Regions from separate parts of the Mus musculus genome. Here region 1 is linked to region 2. A link is a contact called in public HiChIP or PLAC-seq data. All regions are on one chromosome and are shown on one strand. The core of a region is the stretch at or near the end of the contact, and the rest is flanking DNA. Distances in the headings are between cores, read along the strand shown. Region 1 has its middle 8.7 kb from the start of Gm27204. Region 2 overlaps Prtg (protogenin).

Region 1 (4,154 bases), core at 663-3,162, 120 kb before region 2:
TTGGTATCTTCACCAAGTAACCCAAATTAGCAGAGGATTTAAGATTAATTCTTTTGTTCCGTATGCTTTTTTTTTTAAAGCTTTATTTATTTTTAATTTAGGGGTATGAATAGTTTATTTGCATGTATGTATGTGTATGCCACACGCATGTATGGTGTCTGTGAAATTCAAAAGAGGGCATCAGATTCCCTGGAACTGGAGTTAAGGATAGTTGTGGACAACCATACAGGTACTAGGAGATCCTAGACCCTCTGCCAGATCAGGGAGTGCTCCTAACCATTGAGCCATCTCTCTACCCAGCTCCCCCATTCTGTATACTTTTTTTAAAACTGAAGATAGATGCTCCTCTCAAGTATATCCTGACCCTCCCTCCACTCCTCCCAGCTCCTCACAACCACCCTTCTCCCCCAGATCCACTCCTGCTCCATTTCCCTTCAGAAAAGAGCAAGCCTCTCAGAGACACCAACCAAACAGGACAAAACGAGATAAGGTAAGACAAAGCAAAAAAAACCAATGCAACAGGAAGAGTCCCGGGAGCAGATGAAAGAGTCAGAGACAGCTGTTCTTACTATTAGGGGGTCCCTCCCACAACAACTCTAAGCTAATGTGCTCAGAGGACCTGGTACAGGCCCTTGTAGGCCTCGTTTTCCTGACTCAAGAGCCCATATGAGCCCTCCTTAATTGATTCAGTGGCCATGTTCTCCTGGTGTCCTTCACCCCCTCTGACTCCTACAGTCTTTCCTTCCCCTCTCCTGCATGGGAAGGGTGGAGAACTATTTTATTTTTAATTGTGTGCATGTGAACATGTTAGTGTGGTGCCCATGGAATACAGAAAAGGGCACCAGAACCCCTGAAGCTGAGGCTATGTAACATGGGTGCTTGGAACCTGAACTCTGGTCCTCTGGGGGACCTCTCTTAACTACTGAGCCATCATCTCTCCAGCCCCTTGCTCTGTAACCTTGTCTTTCTGCCTCCTCCAGCAGCTTTCCCTTCAGTCTTTGGTAACCGAACACATTTGAAGCCACTGGCATTGCTCAGAGGTAGAGCCCTGGCCTAGTAGATTGTAAGGTGTTGAGCCTGGTCTTCAGTTCACAAAAATAAATGAAAATACTTGGTAGTATTCCTGAAGCCTTAGGTTCAATCTCCTAGCATCACATGAACCATGTCTGGTGATACATAACTGTAATGGCGCACTGGGAAGGAGTTCAAAGCCATCCCCTGCTATAGCCACGGACATGGTACACCTTGTCTCAAAAAGTTAATTAATTAATTAATTAATTAATTAGCTAATTAATAAATTAAAGCCAGTTTATTTTTTCAGTCTCCATCTTCTTGCAATTGGACAGTAATGGTACTTTTTATCCATCAGCTGTCTTTTTCCCTCCCTTCTCACAAGAGACTCCAAGCAAGGACATCTAACAGTGGGGTGGATATTTCCTGTGCTCCTATTCATCTTAAAAAGACCCCTGGGCTGATGAGATGGCTCAGTGGGTAAGAACACCCGACTGCTCTTCCAAAGGTCCGAAGTTCAAATCCCAGCAACCACATGGTGGCTCACAACCATCTGTAACAAGATCTGACGCCCTCTTCTGGAGTGTCTGAAGACAGCTATGGTGTACTTACATATAATAAATAAATAAATCTTTTAAAAAAAAAAAAAAGACCCCTTCCCAGCTCCCAGGGGTAGACTTGAAAAGTTACATCCTTACTATGTAAACTTAGGACCTTGGCTATAGCTAATGGATACAGGGGTGAGAAATTCCTCTTCAGGCCCCTCCCTAGAAGGTAAGATATGGAGGGCACAGGTAGGGAGCTTGTTTCTAAATCCCTTCATGGGCAGAGCTTTACAGACAGGAGAAACTCCCACTATACAAGACCTACAACTGCCTGCTTCTTTACTTCCTTCCTCTGGGCCATCTGCTTCTTTCTTATTCCAATAGGCTGTCTAGAGACTTCTGCTTCTTGCTTTGGAGGCCTTCACATCCATTCCCATAAGAAAAAAATGTCTACAAACTAAAAGTCAGTAACTCTATTTAGAGTCATCAGAGGACAAGCCTATAAGGCAAACTGCTTGAATGTGACTTTCCCCGAGGGTCCATTTCTATCCACACCAGCTAGAGGGGTCAATGGCAGAGCAAACAAAGGTTTCCACTCAAGCCTTGCTTGGTAACCAATTAGTTAATTTGGGGTTATACATGAATGCAAGAAAGGCATCGGGTAATCTACCAGCAACTATAACACCTAAATTCTCATCCCACCTCACATGTCCTTGGGGAAGGGTGAGGGCTCACGTGTTTCCTACCTCTCCAAGAGGGAATTGTCAGTAAACCCCATTTCATGAGAGCCATGCTCTCATGCTGATGAGACCAGGTACTCAGTTTAAGAGGTCCATGATCAGGACTAGAGGGAGTTCAGGGTTTAGAGAGCCTGCTGTTGTTTCAGAAGCTCTGGGTTCGGTTCCCAGTACCCACGTAAAGGTGGCTCTCAATCAACTGTTAGTCCAGCTCTAAGGGATCTTACACACTCTTCCAGCATCCACGAGTGCTTACAACATGGGCACCTCCCAACTCCGACACATACTTAAAAATAAATCTTTTGGCCTGGAGAGATGGCTCAGCGGTTAAGGTCACTGACTGCTCTTCCAGAGGTCCTGAATTCGATTCCCAGCAACCACATGGTGGCTCACAACCATCTGTAATGGGATCTGATGCCCTCTTCTGGTGTGTCTGAAGACAGCTGCAGTGTACTTGTATATAATAAATAAATACATAAATAAAGCTCTTAAATATTGTAATATAATCACATCACATGAAGTTTACCACTTTAAAAAACAAACAAACAGCAATAACAACGTGAAGGGATAAAAATCCTGTCCTACTCAGAGGGAAAGCCACACAACATGCTATTCCTTCTTGTGGCTTTTCCATTCTTCCTGCCCCTGTATTTATTCTCTAAGCTCAGAGAAGGTGACATAAATGTCACTGTGCCACAGCAACAAGCATTTATTCCCAGAAGAGTGACCGGTTATGAGTTTCCATAGCAACCACCATCCACTGCAAAAAGAAGCTTCACTGACCAAGGCTGACAGCAGCAGTAATATATTGTGACTTTACAAGCACGTAGAATCCATTCAACAAAACACTAGTAGTTCCCCCACCACGACCTATGACCCCGGATTTTTGTTCCTACTTACATACTTACCAACCTCAGGTTCTCTCCAGTGGAGCAGGCATCAAGTCCTGAAAAATAGTTCACTGTATGCATAAGAGCTGGGCCGCCATTACATCAGTGTGCGTACCTGGCCTGGCATGCTGCTACTGTTGACATGTGGGCTCATAGCTTTGTAGGACCAGTGGTAACAGTCCTCCAGCAGCTGTGCCCTGCCCTCTAGCACTATGAATGGCAGTCAGTGGGTAGTGGGGCTTCTAACTCAGTTCCCGCCTAATTCTCCCTGTCCTACAACCAAAGTATACAATGCTGTCAGCAACAGGGACTTTACACCCAGCTGTAGCATGCAATGAACAGCTTGTATTGGAGAGGGGAAGGGGATTTCCTGACCAACACCCAACACTGAGGAAGAGATAGGTAGAGATTAGATGTTCTATAAATGTGGTCTTCCTTCTCTCTCTCTCTCTCTCTCTCTCTCTCTCTTCCTCCCTCCCTCTGCCATCTCTTTCTTTTCTTCTTTTCTTTCTTTCTTTCTTTCTTTCTTTCTTTCTTTCTTTCTTTCTTTCTTTCTTTCTTTCTTTCTTTCTTCCTTCCTTCCTTCCTTCCTTCCTTCCTTCCTTCCTTTCTTTTTTTCTTTCTTTCTTTCTTTCTTTCTTTCTTTCTTTCTTTCTTTCTTTCTTTCTTTCTTTGAGACAAGGTCTCTCATTGGCCTGCATCTCACTAACTATGCTAAACTGAATGGATCTATTTTCTGACAGCCCTGGAATATAAACACACAACTCAACACAACACAACACAACATAACATATGGCTCCCATGTAGATGGTTTCTGAGGATGAAGCTCAAGTTCTTGTGTTTGCAAGGAAAAAACTTGACCAACTCAGCCAGGTACCTAGCCCAGCTTTGAATTTTAGGGACTCCTCTTACTTCAGCCTCTGCTGCTACACTGTATCCTTTTTCCTGCCCCAAGTCCTATGCTTCCTCTA
Region 2 (3,969 bases), core at 736-3,235:
GACATTTTTTTCTTGTGATGTGTATTGGTGTTTGTCTGCACATGTCTATGCACCATACATGTGCCTTGTGTGTATCTTAAGCTAAAGTTATGGATAACTGTGAGTCACCATGTGTGTGCGCTGGAAATCAAACCCGGGTCCTCTGGAAGAAGAGGCCTGGTTCTCTGAGCCACTAAGCCATCACTCCGGCTCCAATATGTTTTTGATCACAAACAAATGACCTGAATATATATGTTTTTTCCCCATGTAGGAGAGGTCACCATATGTGACCATTGTCTCCTTTGGATATATAAAATCTTTGTGTACTTCTTTCGAAACTGAAATCTCTGTCTAACACTGAGATACTTTCCCTTTTTGTTTCCCCAGGGAGGGACTGACCTGATCATCAATAGCTACGGTCCTATAATTAAAAACAACACTAAGAAAAAGTGGCTTTTTTTCCAAGACACTAAGAAAATCAAAGTTGAACAGGTAATCCACCCATGTGAGGAGAATCCTTTACAGTCTGCGGCATAAGAAATGATAATTAGAAATACAGGGAGTTGGGGGGGGTGTAAATGAAGCGGTTTTGACTGACCTGGTTCGATTCTGACAGTGGAGAGCTGTGGTGGGTGGAAAGAAAGTTCGGACAGTAATCTGAGATGTGGTTTTCAGTGGGGTGTGAAGACTTAGAAGAGAGGGATATAAGGAGTTATATCGGAATAACCAAAGGGCTTGTTATTTTTTTCTTTTTATTTATTTATTTATTTATTTATTTAGGTTTTTCGAGGCAGGGTTTCTCTGTATAGCCCTGGCTGTCCTGGAACTCACTCTGTAGACCAGGCTGGCCTCGAACTCAGAAATTCGCCTGCCTCTACCTCGGCTTGTTATTTTTATTTGGTTGGTTGGTTTGGTTCCATTTTTTGGGAGGGGGGGTTGGTTTGGTTTGGTTTTTTTGTGTTGGTTTGGTTTGGTTTGGTTTTGGTTTTGAGCCAGGATTTCTTTGAGTAGCTCTGGCTGGCCTCTAACTCACAGATCCACCTACCTCTGCTTCTGGAGTGCTGGGATTAAAAACCTGTGCTACCACAGTCCGCCTTGTTATTTTTTTAAGTCTTTGTTTTGTTTTGTTTTGTTTTGTCTTTTTAGTTAACATATGTGTGCCAGTAACTAGTCGCCCCTGGGAACAGAGCACTAGGAGGCCAGCCTAGGGTGTTGGATCACCTGGAGCTAGAGTAACAGATGATTGTGAATCACCAGATGTGGTGTCCTATCAGAGCAAAATGTGGTCTTAGTGGCTGAGCCATCTCTCCAGACCTGCCAAGGAAGGTTCTAGTTCAGAAGTGCTCCCAGTCACCTAGGGGGAGCCACTGATCACACAGACAGTCCATTTATGACATGCCTTTTTTTTGTTTATTTTGTTTTGGTTTTTGGTTTTAGCTTTTCCAAACAGGGTTTCTTTGTGTATCCTTCTCTGTTTTGTAGCTAGCTCAATGGATCTGGTTTGAATTGAACTCAGACATCCGCCTGCCTCTGTCTCCCAAATGCTGGGATTAAAGGCTTGCACCACTCCCGCCAGCACAATGGGAGTTCTGGAACTTGTTCTCGAACTTGAACTATTTGCTATCTCATGGCTACCTTATCTATTCTTGCCTAGACTCAAAGAAGATTTACTCAGGCCGTCTGCTTTTACCAGCCGGGCACCACCGTGCTGATCAGCGATGAAGATTCCCCCGGCTCCCCAGGCCAGACCGCCAGCTTCCCAAGACCTTTTGGGGCTACTGCCCTTGACACAGAGCATTCAGCGAACAGTGAAGGCAGCCATGAGACAGGGGATTCCGGAAGGTTTTCCCATGAGTCCAATGATGAGATACACCTGTCCTCCGTCATCAGCAGCACGCCCCCCACCTCGAATCCCCTCGCTGGTGGCGATTCTGATGGGGATGCTGCACCGAAGAAGCACGGAGACCCTGCGCAGCCCTTGCCAGCTGAGCAGACCTCAGCTCCGCAGACATCTGCGGGGCTGCGATATGCTGCCGAGGGTTTTCCGGTCTAGACAGCCACGCTCAGGGATTCACAACAAGCACCTGTTCGAAGGACAATGAGCAGGGAGCCAAAGCCTTTTGTGAAAATCTTGATGTCTTACTGTTTATTGTTTGTTTTGTTTGTTTGTTTTTTATCTTTTTTTTTAAACTATTTTTAAGCTTACGAATTTTGAATGTTTCAACTGTCAACAATGTGAAAAAGGGCAGTCAAGATGCTTGACTGGACTCTAAGATAAATCACTGGAGCGGAGGGAAGACTGCCTAAGCCCTCTGCTGAATAGCTACCTCAGTTTGCTGTGGGCAGACTCTGAAGACAACTGTGCTGCCTTCTTCGAGTGCTGGTTTCTCTCAGTGGCATAACCAGCGGGACTTGCTAGTGACGCTGTGTGTCCATTGTGTGTGTGCTGTGTGTGACTGAAGGAGTCCGATAGGTAGGAGAGGAAAGATGTTGATCTGAAGCTCTGATTTTTTTTTTTTTTTTTTAAAGAACCGTGATAATGTAACACCTCTGGCTGTGAGGAGAAAATATGGGAGTATATTTATTTGAATGGAAGAAACAAATACGTCTCTTTGGAGAAGAGAACATTCCATAGTACATAGGGGATCGTGTCCTTGCAAAGCTGTTGGGTTTGGGACACCAGAGCAGGAGAATTTTGCTCCAGCCTGCATCAGCCTGCCCTCAGCCTGCAAAACCACCTTTCCCTTTGCTCCACAGCCGGCCAAGGGCTGCGCTGTCTTGTGGAACGTTTTCAAAGTTTACAGAGCTAGCTGCAAAATACAATGTAGGAAAGTGGATTTTTTTTTTAATGGTTCAGATTTTCTTTTTTAAAATCTCAGTTTGGCTTCAAATGGGGCAAAGAAGAAATGTTATTAAATATTAAGAATGAAGATAAACGAAACAGTAGAGATTAAGACAGACTTGAGGTTTTCATAATAGCAGTGCCTTCCATTGTGAGAAATTTTGCCTTATACCTTTTTAATATTCACGAAGATGTTTAGGAAAAAAGGTACCAAAAATTTGCCTTAAAAAAAAAAAAGCTTGGATCTTAGCGATAGCTGTGCTATCTGGCACCTTGATGAAGCTGCTCTCTTTTTGAAGCTCAGGTTTGCTCCCTATCACCCTGGCGGCTGAACTCTGGCTTCGTAGCCCACTAACACTCCAGAAGCGAGTTCATTCTCTGGTTTAAAATCAACAAATTGTCTCCTCTTCTGATCCGGCAGCCTTCTCCGTCACAAGGCAACATGCTAGGTGCCGAGCCACGTGGGAAGGACAAAGACTGAGCTGTGAAAAGAAGAAACAAGTCCTTAGCCTTTTAAAATCATGAGTTTTGCCCTCCCTGAAATTTTTTTGGAAGTGGCTTTGAATTGCATTTTAAAAGAAAAGCCCTCCGTGGGTTTTCCCTTGAAACCGTCCCTCCATGCACAGACAAGGCAGGTCCTGCCAAATGGTGTTATCACCCCAGTGTCATCTATTGCGAAAGCCTGACACTGCCACAGTTTTCATCGTCATTCTAAGTTTTGTGCCAAATTGGACTTTCTTAGAAGCCCAGGCACTACTCAGCACAGTTCTGTCCCATTCACCATGGGCTTCTCGGCAAAATGGGGGGAAAAAAGAAAGAAGAAAGAAAAAAAAAAAAAGCAGAGCTTTAGGTAAACAGTCGGAGGGGAGAAAAAATGGCTTCCTTCCCCTGCCTTCGCGCTCCTGTTTATACTACCTCCTTTTTAAAGTTATTCTAGTGTTATTGTTCTTTCCTGTACTCAGGGACTTTTTTGTTACTCTTGAGCTCATGTTGCATGGGCGGGTGCATTGACAGGGTATGGTGGTGTTTGGTTCGTAAGTAGAAGTACGTGGGCCAACTTCTCTCAGTATCTAAAATGAAGGGCACAATGGGATCACAAGTCAGAAGCAAACAGATCGAAAAGGGGAAAGCAGGTTTAAGGCCATGCA

What was found. HiChIP or PLAC-seq counts read pairs in DNA pulled down with a chosen protein or histone mark.
Region 1: an H3K27ac HiChIP or PLAC-seq map of embryonic stem cells shows a contact between it and region 2, with 7 read pairs. The contact joins two enhancer-like sites. A contact is called at or near these places in 1 of 115 datasets of contacts at active chromatin or transcription factors (embryonic stem cells) and 4 of 9 other capture datasets (adipose tissue, embryonic stem cells, liver and 1 more).

Annotation. Positions count from the first base shown.
Region 1 is chr9:72,786,034-72,790,187 of GRCm38.p6, forward strand. No RefSeq gene overlaps it. Among named protein-coding and RNA genes, the nearest start is that of Gm27204, 8.7 kb to the left of the region's middle. Within about 2 kb of position 1,913, at least 6 of the 459 cell types and tissues checked have an H3K27ac peak or open chromatin away from gene starts, as enhancers often do. A contact at or near this core is called in embryonic stem cells, where this site is marked.
Region 2 is chr9:72,910,271-72,914,239 of GRCm38.p6, forward strand. Prtg (protogenin) reads left to right here. Exons shown (of 20, transcript NM_175485.4): 19 at 367-471; 20 at 1,634-3,969. The coding sequence ends at 2,032. Among named protein-coding and RNA genes, the nearest start is that of Pygo1, 13 kb to the right of the region's middle. Within about 2 kb of position 1,986, at least 23 of the 459 cell types and tissues checked have an H3K27ac peak or open chromatin away from gene starts, as enhancers often do. A contact at or near this core is called in embryonic stem cells, where this site is marked.